Regions from separate parts of the Danio rerio genome. Here region 1 is linked to region 2. Evidence: chromatin contacts called from public HiChIP or PLAC-seq data. All regions are on one chromosome and are shown on one strand. Each heading gives the region's core, a stretch centred on a gene start, on an enhancer-like site or on the middle of the called end of the contact. The rest is flanking DNA. Distances are from core to core; before and after follow the strand shown.

What was found. HiChIP or PLAC-seq counts read pairs in DNA pulled down with a chosen protein or histone mark.
Region 1: an H3K4me3 HiChIP or PLAC-seq map of embryo shows a contact between it and region 2, with 4 times the contacts expected there. The contact joins the promoter of pim2 here to the promoter of elk1 in region 2. A contact is called at or near these places in 1 of 18 Hi-C or Micro-C datasets (hematopoietic stem cells) and 1 of 4 datasets of contacts at active chromatin or transcription factors (embryo).

The regions. Positions count from the first base shown.
Region 1 is chr8:10,482,249-10,485,616 of GRCz12tu, reverse strand. It overlaps pim2 (Pim-2 proto-oncogene, serine/threonine kinase), which reads right to left and starts at 1,779. Exons shown (of 7, transcript NM_131539.2): 1 at 1,536-1,779; 2 at 1,168-1,268; 3 at 1,037-1,087; 4 at 1-125. The coding sequence starts at 1,599.
Region 2 is chr8:10,266,048-10,269,300 of GRCz12tu, reverse strand. It overlaps elk1 (ETS transcription factor ELK1), which reads right to left and starts at 1,979. Exons shown (of 9, transcript XM_691202.9): 1 at 1,347-1,979. The coding sequence starts at 1,371.

The DNA of each region.
Region 1 (3,368 bases), core at 530-3,029, 220 kb before region 2:
TGACCGGGTATTTCAAACCAGTCCAGCATCCGGATGATGCCTCGATGGCCGGGTACAGACCCCGATCCTCCACCGAGACTCTGCAGGAGAGCAATCTCATTGGGAACCGGGTTTACTTCACCAGGCTGTGGGGGTTTCAGAAAAGACAATGGTTAAGGTTAGATTCTGGTGTCACACTTTACAATAAGGTTTCATAAGTTAATGTGTTTACTAACATGAATTAATGAACATAATCTGTACTCCAAAATCAAACAAAAAAAAGGCTCAGGGGTAGCTTTAATAATGTGTCAGTGCTCTTTGGGTAAGGGATTCATCAAAATAAACAGCAAAAATCAGTCTGAGGCACTCGAAAAATGTGGATATAATATTAAAAAAGCCAATACACATGGCTAATTCCTCCATGGATGTTCATACCTGTACAACATTTACTAATGTGTTATTAAAATCTAATGTGGTGCTTGTTAGCATTAGTTCATGCACTGCGAGGTACATGAACGACTTTATTTTCATTAGCTAACATTAATAAAGACTGTAATGAATATATTGTTCATTGTTTGTTCTATGTTAGCAAAGACATTAACTAATACAACCCAGAGTTACCGATTCTGGTTAAGTTATGTAAAGAAAATTCCCTGAGGTGATATCCAGGGGCTCTCTCGTGGGTATTAAAAAGGGAAACTACATTTTTACGACACGTTGAAACGCACTTCTTGTTTTTAATCCAAATATATCTCACCGCGCAGGTCTAAAACTAATTCTGACACAACATGGAAAGCCCGTTCATTCAGTTTCCTTTTTAAGATGTTTTGAAAAATCCGAAACGTCACGCCTACGTCACTTTCTGTTAAGCGCGACGAGCTTCCAGTAAGAACCAAAATAATCAATAGAGGGCGCTAGTGTTAATGCTTATTCGCTGTCCGTGCACATTCAAAGTCCTGACGAGTTTTTAAATATGTTTAACTGATACCAAGTATATTTTACATTAAAACACATCACAGATCAAAACAAGTAACGTTAGATAAACGCGAATACTCACCATTTTTGACCACTGTTGGATTCTGTCTCGGGATATTTGTTTGATAGCAACCTAAAATAATAATAACCATAATTTAGAAGAGGAATGCATACACATTAGCATCTTTTTTCTTGTTTTTTAATCATTCTTACCTTTTGTCCGTCTGAAATCCGATGCCCGGAGTAAACTGAACCGAAACCACCGCTTCCCAGAAGATTTCCCATAGTATACTGCTTCTCAAAATGCTCTTTGCCTGAATAATAAAAACAACAATATTAAACAAAAAACATAACAACCAAGTAGCTAATTGTAACGTAAATTATGCATCTGAATTACGTTAATAACAAATTAAATTAAAAACAAACACATTTTTGCTTTACTTAATAGTTAAATACTTTTGAATGTTAAACAAATTGCACAAAAATACAATGCAGAAACAAACAAAACAAACAAAAAAATAACAATATAGATTTATTAGCTAACAGTTAGTTAGCCCGCGTACAAATAATAATAAACTTACCATTTTTGGCTTTCAGGATTTCCAGCTGATCCAAACGCACGTCAACAATCCGTTTGTCCAACATTTTCAGGTTTTAATAAGAATAAAAACTCTAATAATCAAAACAAACAGCCAAATAATATGAAAAATAGGCGCCTCAGCAGAGCATATCCATGTCCGTCTGTTGCTTTTAATCCACTATTTGTTTTCGATTCAAACTCCACCGTTATCACGCGTCCTCCGCCTCAGACACTCGCGCAGTTCTGAATCATCTCAGGTTTGTTGATGTTTTTAAGTTTACATGTGTAGCTCCGCCCACTCAACCAAACACTCCCAATCGTGGCCACGCTTGGAGTGTTTTGAAATGACGAGCCAATCACATCGCAGATAGGTTTAAACATATGAATAATAATGAGCGGTTGTTACAATTCTCAGAATCTTCAGAGACCGAGCAGAAAGAGCGCGCGCGGGATTACAAGAATATTGAGGGTTTTATTAGTATTAGTGTAAAATTAGGACTCGGTTATGTGCTAAAATGAACTATTTAGCGATTAAATTAAGTGTTTTAACATAATAAATCTGCAGCAAGTACACTACATGAACAATTAATCATGACAGCATGTGTTTTAAGTTATTGTAACTTCTTAAACTAAGTTAATGACGTTCTAACTTAATTTTATAAGTTATGCAAGCTGTTTTAAGCCAGTTCAACATAATATAAGTTCAATAGACTTGTAAGATTAAACTTATTCAGCTTAAAAAATAAGTAAACCAGGATTTTTTATGGTGTATAAACAAGACTGAAATTGATATTAATCAAATATTACAAGTATTAAATACATAGATACTAGTGAAACTGCGATAAATACTGCGTAAAACTTTAATTGCATTACATTTAGAAGTGAATAAATCTGTCAAAAATAAAATAATAATTTATAAATGTAATAAAAGTCTCCCTCCGTAACAAAAACAAAAAGAAAGATTAAAAAAAACTTTTTCTTTGGTAATAAATCTGACAAGAAATGCACTTCTTTGCAAAAACTGGATAAGATATGATGTCAAAGTATAAATAAATATGAATTGATATTAATATGACAAGTACTAAATACATAGTTACTGGTGCAACTGGAGTAAATGCCACATACAACTCTAAATGCATTACATTTGGACGTAAACAAATCTGACAAAAATGAAATAAAAATATTTAATTCATTAATAAATAAAAAAGTCTCCCTCCAAAACAAAAAAGATAAAATTGGTATTTTTTCTTAAGAAATCTGACAAGAAATGCACTTGTTTACAACAAAGATATGGTGTTAAAGTATAAATAAGACTGAAATTGATATTAATAAATTATTACAAGCACTTAATAGAAAGTTACTAGAGAAACTTGAGTAAATGCCACATCCAACTTTAAATGCATTACATTTAGACGTAAATAAATCTGTGAAAAATAAAATAATAATGTATAAATGAAGTAAAAGTCTCCTTCCATAAAAAACTGATCAAATAGTTTTTGTCGTAATAAACCTTACAAGAAATGCACTTGTTTGCAAAAACTAGATAAGATTTGGTGTCAAAGTATAAATAAAACTAAAATTGACATTAATATTAATTATTACAAGAATTAAATACATAGTTTCTGGTGCAACTGAGGTAAATGCCACATACAACTTTAAATACGTCTGTCATAAATAAAATAATTCATGTATAAATAAGTAAAGGTCTCCCTCCATAACAGAAAAGATGAAATAGTTTTTTTTCCTAACAGTAATAATACAGTAACTACAAAGTAAACATTAGCTACTACAGCAAAAAACACAATACTTCCTCCCATTCAAATACAAGAAATTC
Region 2 (3,253 bases), core at 730-3,229:
AGAAAAAAATTATTAGTCCATTTTTTGGTTCCCTGAAAAACATATTTTGTTTTCTGATATACTACAGTACAATCCATTGTTATACAATGACATTTCTAATTACCCTAACCTGACTAGTAGACCTAATTAACCTAGTTAAGCTTTTAAACGTTACTTTAAGCTGTATATTAGCAAGTGTCTTGAAAAAAATCTAGTAAAATATTATTTACTGCCATCAAGGCAAAGATAAAATAAATCAGTTATTATTAGAAATGAGTTATTAAAACTATTATGCTTAGAAATGTGTTTAAAAAAATATCTCTGCTAAACAGAAAACGGGGGAAAAAATAAACAGGGGGGGCTAATGATTCTGACTTCAACTCTGTGTGTATGGAGTCTAATAGTATTCAAGTACAGTAACTGAATAATTAAAATAATTCAATAAAGTTATTCATAGTTAATGCCACAAATAGAACGATTTCTTATGCCTGAATGTTTTTAAAATCTTTATACAATCACAGGCTTCAAAAACACATGCAAATAATAAGTTATAATACAAACTCAACATTGCACAATGATCACATTGTGATAACAATGCTGAAACAATATATTGTGCAGCCCTAGCCTGGAGTGTTTTGTATTAATGTAAACAGAGGAAATTAAGGACATGTTGCTCAATTATAGTACAATATGAAATAAACAGCGATATAATAACAGCTTTTAATTTATAAAATCCACCTCTCAAACATAAAAACAAACCATTCACGCTGTGAACTAGCTTGTTTGGGAGTGCTGAGATTTGAAATACTGTACTATATATATATATATATATATATATATATATATATATATATATATATATATATATATATATATATATATATATATTAATTAACAGTGAAATATAGAAAGCTGTGTTAAAATGACATTCAAGCTCTTTTTGCTGAATGAACATCACTGAAACATCCAGGAGGTAAAAACGTCTACCAAGCACTGGTATGCTGTGTTTGACGCAAAAACAGCAGTGTGTGGAGTCGGTTAATGATAGAAATTTGTTTTGCAAAACATGTGCTCCAACACAGTATCTGTGCATTAGCCTTCCAACATGTTTTGTTAACTCACCCTGGCCAAAATCAAATGTATATAACGTTAAAATCATTCACTGTGTTGTGAACAGGCACACTGAACAAAACGTTCTGCAACACACTATGGATTAAGCACCCTAGAGCTCACGTACAAACGAATCGTAAACAAAACGAAGCTATTGTTGAATGTATTCTGCTTTATTTGACAAACAAGCACTTTATTAAACTCGACTGTAATCACTCCACCATCTCCCAACCTCTGCGAAGTGCATTAAAACTTACCGCTGATCAGCGGATTCGACTCCATCACTCCCAAATAAATCGGTCTATGGCCTGTCTTATTCTTTGGAGATTAATTCACGTCCATCGCTGTGCTTGTTGGGTGTCAAAAGTCGGTGATTTAATTGCGTTTGGCTGTTATGTAACACATGCACCTCTCCCTCCATGTTAGTTGACATTAGCAGCTAAGTCGCTAGCTCGCGTTAGCTGCGCGTGCACCGTTCCTGTCAGACGGACTGAAGACTTCTTCAAACGTAAAAATACTCTGGTAAAATCCACCAGGGCTTTGCTTAAAAGGTGCAGTGTGACGCGCTGCCTTTATAGGAATACGGCAACAGTAATGAGGGGTTAGTTCCAGTGTGGTGGACGGTCAGGGAGGGCAAATAAACCCGAGACCCCTGATCAGGTAGCCGTTAGTCCGCGAGCTTCCCTCCTTCATCGGTGTCCAAGCAACGGACGGAAAGTCCTCGCGCTTCAGCCGACAGCACCGACAGTTAAAAAGCGCAAAATAACGGGCTAGTGAGAACCAGAGCGCTCCCTTCCGAAGTTTCTTTTTCATAACAACAACAACAGTCTGTGCTCGGCTCGGCTTTCCCCCCTCTTTGCTTCCTGTTTCCACGAACGCCTCGAACACTTGTTTCTTTTTTTCCACCTCTCTCTTTTTGCTCTGCTCTGAGTCCCTTGTGCGGCCGTGACGTCACTGCAACAGGCATGACGCGGGCTTGCTGTGGAGCGAAATGAATGAAAGGAAAAACTATTTCAGTATTTTTTCTAGCATCAAGGTCGAATGAAAATCTTCACACACTATGGAGTCAATCTAGGACCACAAATACCTGCAGAATAAAAGAAATGCAAAGCAAGTTTTGAGAAATAAAAATAAAATTTGCAAACAAAAAAAAGAACTGCTAATAAAAACCAAGCAGCGCATAAAAACAAAAATATTTGCAATTAAAAAAACTATATATATACAGTTGAAATCAGAAGTTTACATACACTCTAAAAAAAGGAACATAACCATTAAAAAAAAAATAATATATATATATATATATATATATATATATATATATATATATATATATATATATATATATATATATATATATATATATATATATATATATATATGATGGTAAATCATACTTAACGTTTACTATTTTAGGTCCGTTAAGATTACCTAAATGATTTACATTTGCTAAATGCCAGAATAATGAGACAATTTTTTTATTGAAATTTTTTTTTATTAATTTCCAGACAGTCAAAAGTTTACATACATTTTATTGGTATTTTTTTTTAGCTTTGCTTTTAAAATGTAAAACTTTTGGTCAAATGTTTTGGGTATCCTTCCACAAGCTTCTCACAATAGTTTGAAGGAATTTTGACCCATTCCTCTTGACAAAATTGGTGTAACTGAGTTAGATTTGTTGGCTGTCTTGGTCGCACAAGCTTTTTCAACTCTGCCCACAAATTTTCTATTGGATTGAGTTCAGGGCTTTGTGATGGCCACTCCAAAACATTCACTCTGTTGTCCTTAAATCACATTTTAACTAATTTGGCAGTGTGCTTAGGGTCAAGGTCTATTTGAAAGACCCATTTGTGGCTAAGTTTTAATTTCCTGGCTGATGTCTTGAGATGTTGCTTCAGTATTTCTGCATAATGTTCTCTCTTCATGATGCCATCTATGCAGTGAAGTGGACAAGTCCCTCCTGCAACAAAACAGCCCTACAACATGGTGCTGACGCCCCCATACTTCACAGTTGGGATGGTGTTCCTAGGCTTGTAAGCTTTTCCCTTTGTCCTCCAAATGTAACACTGGTCATTATGGCCAAACAGTTCAATCTTAGTTCCATCAGACCACAAGACATGTCTCCAAATATTATTCTTTTTACCAGTGTAATTTAGCAAATTGTACT